2 separate regions of the Mus musculus genome follow, and region 1 is linked to region 2. Evidence: chromatin contacts called from public Hi-C data. All regions are on one chromosome and are shown on one strand. The core of a region is the stretch at or near the end of the contact, and the rest is flanking DNA. Distances in the headings are between cores, read along the strand shown.

The links. Hi-C and Micro-C count contacts between places; a contact is called where the count stands out from the background.
Region 1: a contact with region 2 is called in a Hi-C map of CD8 central memory T cells, with 3 times the contacts expected there. The contact joins the promoter of Wdr37 here to the enhancer-like site in region 2. A contact is called at or near these places in 2 of 39 promoter capture datasets (hippocampal neurons and macrophages), 7 of 484 Hi-C or Micro-C datasets (CD4 T cells, CD8 T cells, CD8 central memory T cells and 4 more), 11 of 115 datasets of contacts at active chromatin or transcription factors (the 230-238 cell line, CD8 T cells, the SCID.adh cell line and 4 more) and 3 of 9 other capture datasets (adipose tissue, liver and pancreatic islet).

What each region holds. Positions count from the first base shown.
Region 1 is chr13:8,869,689-8,872,477 of GRCm38.p6, reverse strand. It overlaps Wdr37 (WD repeat domain 37), which reads left to right and starts at 1,434. Exons shown (of 14, transcript NM_172445.3): 1 at 1,434-1,608.
Region 2 is chr13:8,830,213-8,832,952 of GRCm38.p6, reverse strand. The region is part of intron 11 of Wdr37 (WD repeat domain 37); the gene reads left to right. Among named protein-coding and RNA genes, the nearest start is that of Wdr37, 39 kb to the left of the region's middle. Within about 2 kb of position 1,417, at least 33 of the 459 cell types and tissues checked have an H3K27ac peak or open chromatin away from gene starts, as enhancers often do. A contact at or near this core is called in CD8 T cells, CD8 central memory T cells, effector CD8 T cells and 2 more, where this site is marked.

The DNA of each region.
Region 1 (2,789 bases), core at 185-2,684, 40 kb before region 2:
TGTCTTATGCATTCTTTGTTACTAGTTAAAATTTTCTTAAATAAATATCACAGCCTCCAAATTTGACAGTGATTTCTCTGAGAAGCCAAATCTTTTTTTTCTCAGTTCATATTTATAGACTGTTACTAGTGATAAGCTTTGTATACTATATTTTTTTTAAAAAAAGATTTATTTATTTATTTTATGTATACAAGTACACTCTAGCTGTACAGATGGTTGTGAACCACCATGTGGTTGCTGGGGTTTGAACTCAGTTTAAGAGCAGTCAGAGCTCTTAACCATTGAGCTATCTCTCCAGCCCCCTGAATATTATACTTGATACACAAGTAACCCACAATTTCTTGTACAGAATGTTTTGGTTATTCGAGTCTCCAAATACGATAAATTTATTTCTTCTCCAGCAAACATCTTGCATTACTGCTTCTTGAATCTGAACCTTCAGTTTTATCTTATAGGAAGAATGTTGACCCATATAGAAGGAAAATACTATCATGCTTTTACTGTAGGTGAGTTTTAAACATCTAGTTCAAGTTGCTCGCAGAGACAAGGCTGTTTATGTAACAGCTCCATTCTGCTATGTAGGTCTTCCCAACCCTGATTAACGGGGAAAAGCGGCTCAAGTCCCACCTTTTGCAGTGAACAGCTGATTCTATTTTCCCCTCTTAGCCAATGGTGATCAGATATTTCAGAAGGAAACTGGGTGAGTCATCTTCTGCAGATAAGCTGAAATATTAATAGTTCTATCTCTACCAGGCTCTCCTGCAGCCAGCTAGCAAGACTCCCACTGAGCCCTGCCTGAGGAGCCATTCCTAGCAGATCAGCCTGTAAAGCAGTTGGATTTGAGAGATTCTGAAAGCGATTACGTTAAATAGTACACTCGACTTTGCATTTTAATAGATTATTTTTCTTACCAGTTTTTGGGCTGTGCGAGTGTTTAGGACAGATGGACTTAAAACCTGCCTGACCGTGGACCCCTCACCGGAATCCCTGCAGTGGTAAGTACCCACGGTCCGGGAGGCTGTGTGTGCTTCTCCCTGTTACCGACGCTACAGGGTCTCGGGGAGCAATTCGTGCAAGGATCGCGTGTACCGTTAGTGTGTGGTGCAGAATTTGGGGTCTAGCAGTGCCTGTAAGCACCTTGGGAAAGCTCCTAACAGGGAAAGCGCTGAGCCTACTTGCGCCACCAGGGGACGCCATACTCGTTCTGCAGTCACTCGCTGGGTCTTGGCTCAGCGCGCTGCTAGGCCATAGTTTAGGTCTCCAGGACCCGGCGTCAAAGCCGAAAGCCAAAACAGGAGACTATCCCGCGGAACAAGCCTGTGGGACTGAGCGAAGGAGACCAGGAAAGAACTTCCGCAGCCGTTGGGCATGGGGCGGAGCTTCCGGTCTGTTTTTTTTTTTTTAAGGACCATCTCTGAGGGCGGGACTTCCGCAGTTACCGGAAGTACGGGCGCGCCAGTTCGGGTCGCCGGGTTGTGTCAGTGCGGGAATCGGCCGGTTTTTTTTCCTGCTCTGGGTCTGCCTCGGGAGCCTCGTCGCGGGGGGATCTACGAATTGAGTGCGACGTAGGCTGGTTCCAGGCGGACGCGAGTGCTGCTGCTGTGACAGGTGACGCCATCTTCTCAGCTGTCTGGCTTGGCATCCTTCTCGGGCGCTCGGGGGATGTCAGGTGTCCGGGTGGCGGTGGGGACGAGGCTTCGAGGTGGATGAAGGATACAGTCCTAATCCTGCGCACTCTCTCTGGCTCCCTGTGTACTCAAGTGGCGTCTACCTGGCTGTCTGTGTCCCGTGGGAAGCCCAGAGTTTTCGAAGATGGTGGCCTTCGATCCCGCAAAGACGGGGTATGGCCTCTGGGAAGGAGGAAGGGTGGGGGGCGGAGATGGGGTAAGCAGATGCTGAAGTGGTAAAACCCCGCCACGCCTTTGTTTCTCTTTCTGAAGACTTCCTTTTCTTCCCCGTACACTTCTATTTCCTAAGTTTTAAGGCATCATAATGGGCCAGTTTTACCAAAAAGTTGCATAAATATGCCATTTCACTTCGCGAGCAGACATAACCGAACGATTGATCAGGTTCTTAGAGGTTTTATCATCTAACTTGAACTCTTCGATGTTTCTTGTGCTTGAAGACGAGGACCGTTAGCTCTACACCACTCACTCTCTTGCCCGGATGTAGATTGCTAGGCAGTTTCTTTGAAGTTCAGATGGGTTTTCTTTACATTGCTTATTGTGGCCTACAAAGTATGCCATCAAAGCGGTACTGAAACCTTTTTACCTCTAAGCAGTACACCTGGTGATAATAAGCCTCCAGGATACTTCTCCCTTTTCTAAGAAATCTTCTATTATGCTACCTTCCTTGCTGTTTTGGTTACTTTGCCGATCACATTTTCAAGTGTTTGTAAATTCTCTTTGACACCTAAGCCACATACTTGAGCATAGTATATATAAATATAACCTGACCAAAGTAAGTAGAGGCCTTCTATTAGTGTTGCCCATAGGAGACGCAGAGCAGTGGCCAGTGGCCACATGAAATAACAGTGTGACCTTGATGTTTATGACAGCTACGTTTTTGCAGTGTATATCAAGCCTTCTTGCATAAATTTCTGGACACAGGACCTAAGTATGCTTCCTTTGGTTTTCTTACTCTGAGATGTTACTTCCTTTAGTATAGGTACGTTGGTCTGTTATCTTACTTTGCCCTTGATTTGAGGTAAAATCCTTGGGGTTGGGTATTTCCCCCAGCAGTGATACTAAGAGTTTTGTTAGTTGTCCTGTCCTGATTTATTCAAAGAA
Region 2 (2,740 bases), core at 168-2,667:
CAGATCCTCACTAGGACTGCTCTCAAATATCCTGTTGTTTCCCTGTGTCATGGAGATCTTGCAGCTTTGAATCTGTAGGACTGACTTCTTCACACATTCAGTTGTTTGTAGATGAGATGGGTGTTGGGGCAAGTCAACTCAAAGCTCTGGATCTGGGCCGGGGTGGTGGCTAAGTTGGTCTCCTTCACCCATACCACCAGGTTAAACTTTCCAGCCCTGCCTTGGGCTAGCTCACCCAATGCCACAGTTGGCAAGAGCCCCCTACCCCAGGCACACACCTTGAGACAGGATCTCTTTACATAGCTCTGGTTGTCCTGGAACTCACTTTGTAGATTAGTCTGAACTCAAGTGCAAAGATCTCTCTCTTACTGAGTGTGTCTGAGTTTTAAAATAGGGAATGAGAGTAGGCTTAGAATAAATGTATCGAATTCACATGAGCCTTCTCTCCCACCCAGCTTTTCTGACATGTAGGATAGTAGTTAGATTGCCTTTAACCACAGGATAAGTGAAAGTTTTCATGAGAGGAAAATACAGGAATCAGGCTACTCTAACCTAGATTATTTAGTTTTTTCTCTTTTCTTTCTTGATTAGTCATGCGTTAGCATACCACATTGATGTGTATATCTAAAAAGCATCAAAATGGTTTTTCTTTGGTACTAATTTCCTTGCTTTATCAGAAAGGATAAATTTACAATTTTTAAGGCCTTTCTGGATTGACAGGAGTTGGCTGGATTCTTTTGCTTCTAAATTTTGTGTACTTGGCTCAGTGGTCAAGAGCCTTGGCCGCTCTATGAGCACACAGGTCTGATTTTTAGTACCTATATATTAGCTCACAACAGTCTATACTCTAGATCTAGGGGATCCAAAGCCCTCTTCTGGCCTCCTCAGTACAAGGCACACAAGTGATGGACAGACATGCACACAGGAAAAACACCCATACACATAAAATTAAAAGAAAAAGATGTTTAAAAAAAAAAAAAAAGAGTAGCTGAGTTTAAAAAGTACCCTCTGGCCTTTCTCATGTAGGTTTAGGACTTGGTCAGCAGATGGGGCTGTAGATATCTTTATTGAACACAAAATATTTCTAGTAATGATTAGTAAGCTTTTAGAAATGTTTCACATTTAGAAAAACAGGAAATGAGACAGTTCACGTGGTTTTACCTGAGGAGTCGTCATAGTGACTGTTGACTTTCATCTTTGTCATGGATTCCGGAAGCTTGAGCCTATACAACCAAATGGCAGGTAGTAAATGCATGTAGATGTGCATCTCTGATCCATAAAGGGCATGCTTTTATTAAAAGCAAACTCGATTTAACTCTTCATTAAGAACAGAAGAACGGCCAGGGTCTGCCGTGTGGGTCCTCTTTCATCATTTAGTCTGCTGTTCTGAACATGATCTAAGAAACTGAGCCCTGGCCTTCCTGCTTCATCACTCTGGTGTGTTCACAGAGCTCTGCAGGCTTTGCAGGCCCTTCTGCAGTGGGCTGTAACATTCCCCAAGGCTCTGTTTTGGAAGATCCTCTGAGTACATGGTAAGGGGCTTTTCACAGTGCAGTCTTCTAGTCTAACAAAGATGATTTTCTGGAGTCTTTTCATTAAGTTCAAAAGTCAGATTCTTATCTCTTATGTTTGCTGTTCTTACTGGTGTAGCTCTAAAAAGTTGGCTGTAAGAAGGTTGTTTAGTGAGTCTTTGTTTAGAGAGACAGTATTTCTACAGAAGCCTTTCTTGCATATTTCATATTAACATGATATGCAACTCTTTTGAAAATTGTATTTAAGGTATGTTCTTTTGGGAATTCAGCATAAATTCTTTTAGTTAAAGAACCAGTGCCTTTAATGTGAACAGTTAACAATTGTCCAGTTAATCTGAATTTCTGTATATTGGATTTTCTTAAGGCAAGGTATAGTTATATAAGCATCAAGATTGTCAGCTCAATTTTGAGATCCAATTTCTCAAGGAATTGAGAGAGGTTTTTTTTTTCTTTTCATTTTCTCTTTCTGTTATCTCTCTATGGCTTGGCTGCCTTTTTGAAAAACTAGGGGTTTGAGATATAATGCTTCACTGTAAGATAAAAACTGTAGCCAAATGGTCCCTTGAGATTTGCTCTGTCATTATGCTTGCTGGGTACAGACAGAGCTCCTTGATGTCAGCTGTGTTCAAGGCTTTTACTTTTATAACATGTTTTTGATGTGTTGCATTGAATTTCATCCTGTATCTCTTCATTATAATAGGAAATCTACCATTGTAGTATTTATTGAATGTAAAGATGTATTTGCTATTGGATCAGTCTTTAGTAGCTCTGTGTATCCCGGTTTATCTAAAGAGTCATTTTAGTTACTCTGTATAGCATTGTTTTACTAGTCACAGCAATGCAAAGCTGATCCTTGCTTTGGGAAAATAGATGATTGCTTTGGAAAATTTGGACTTTCAGCTAGTGGCTGAAATAATTGTTTTCCCTGAATTTCTATCTGAAAATCAAGAGCTGGCATGAAAATTCAGTGCTTTTCTTCTAAATTTGCCCATTTGTATAATAATTTAGTTTTTACCCAGTAGTATAATTTAGTAGCCCAAGTATGTACTTCCCAAGCCAGTGTTTCCCCTCTTCATCCTGCACCCCCTTCTTAAGCTGGTCTCCCCAGATCAAGAAGATCTTGAACTATATGTAGTGTGGATGATTCATGCATGTGTCAGGATCTCTTACAGTTATGGAGGTTGTTAGGTTAAACCCACTTACTGTTC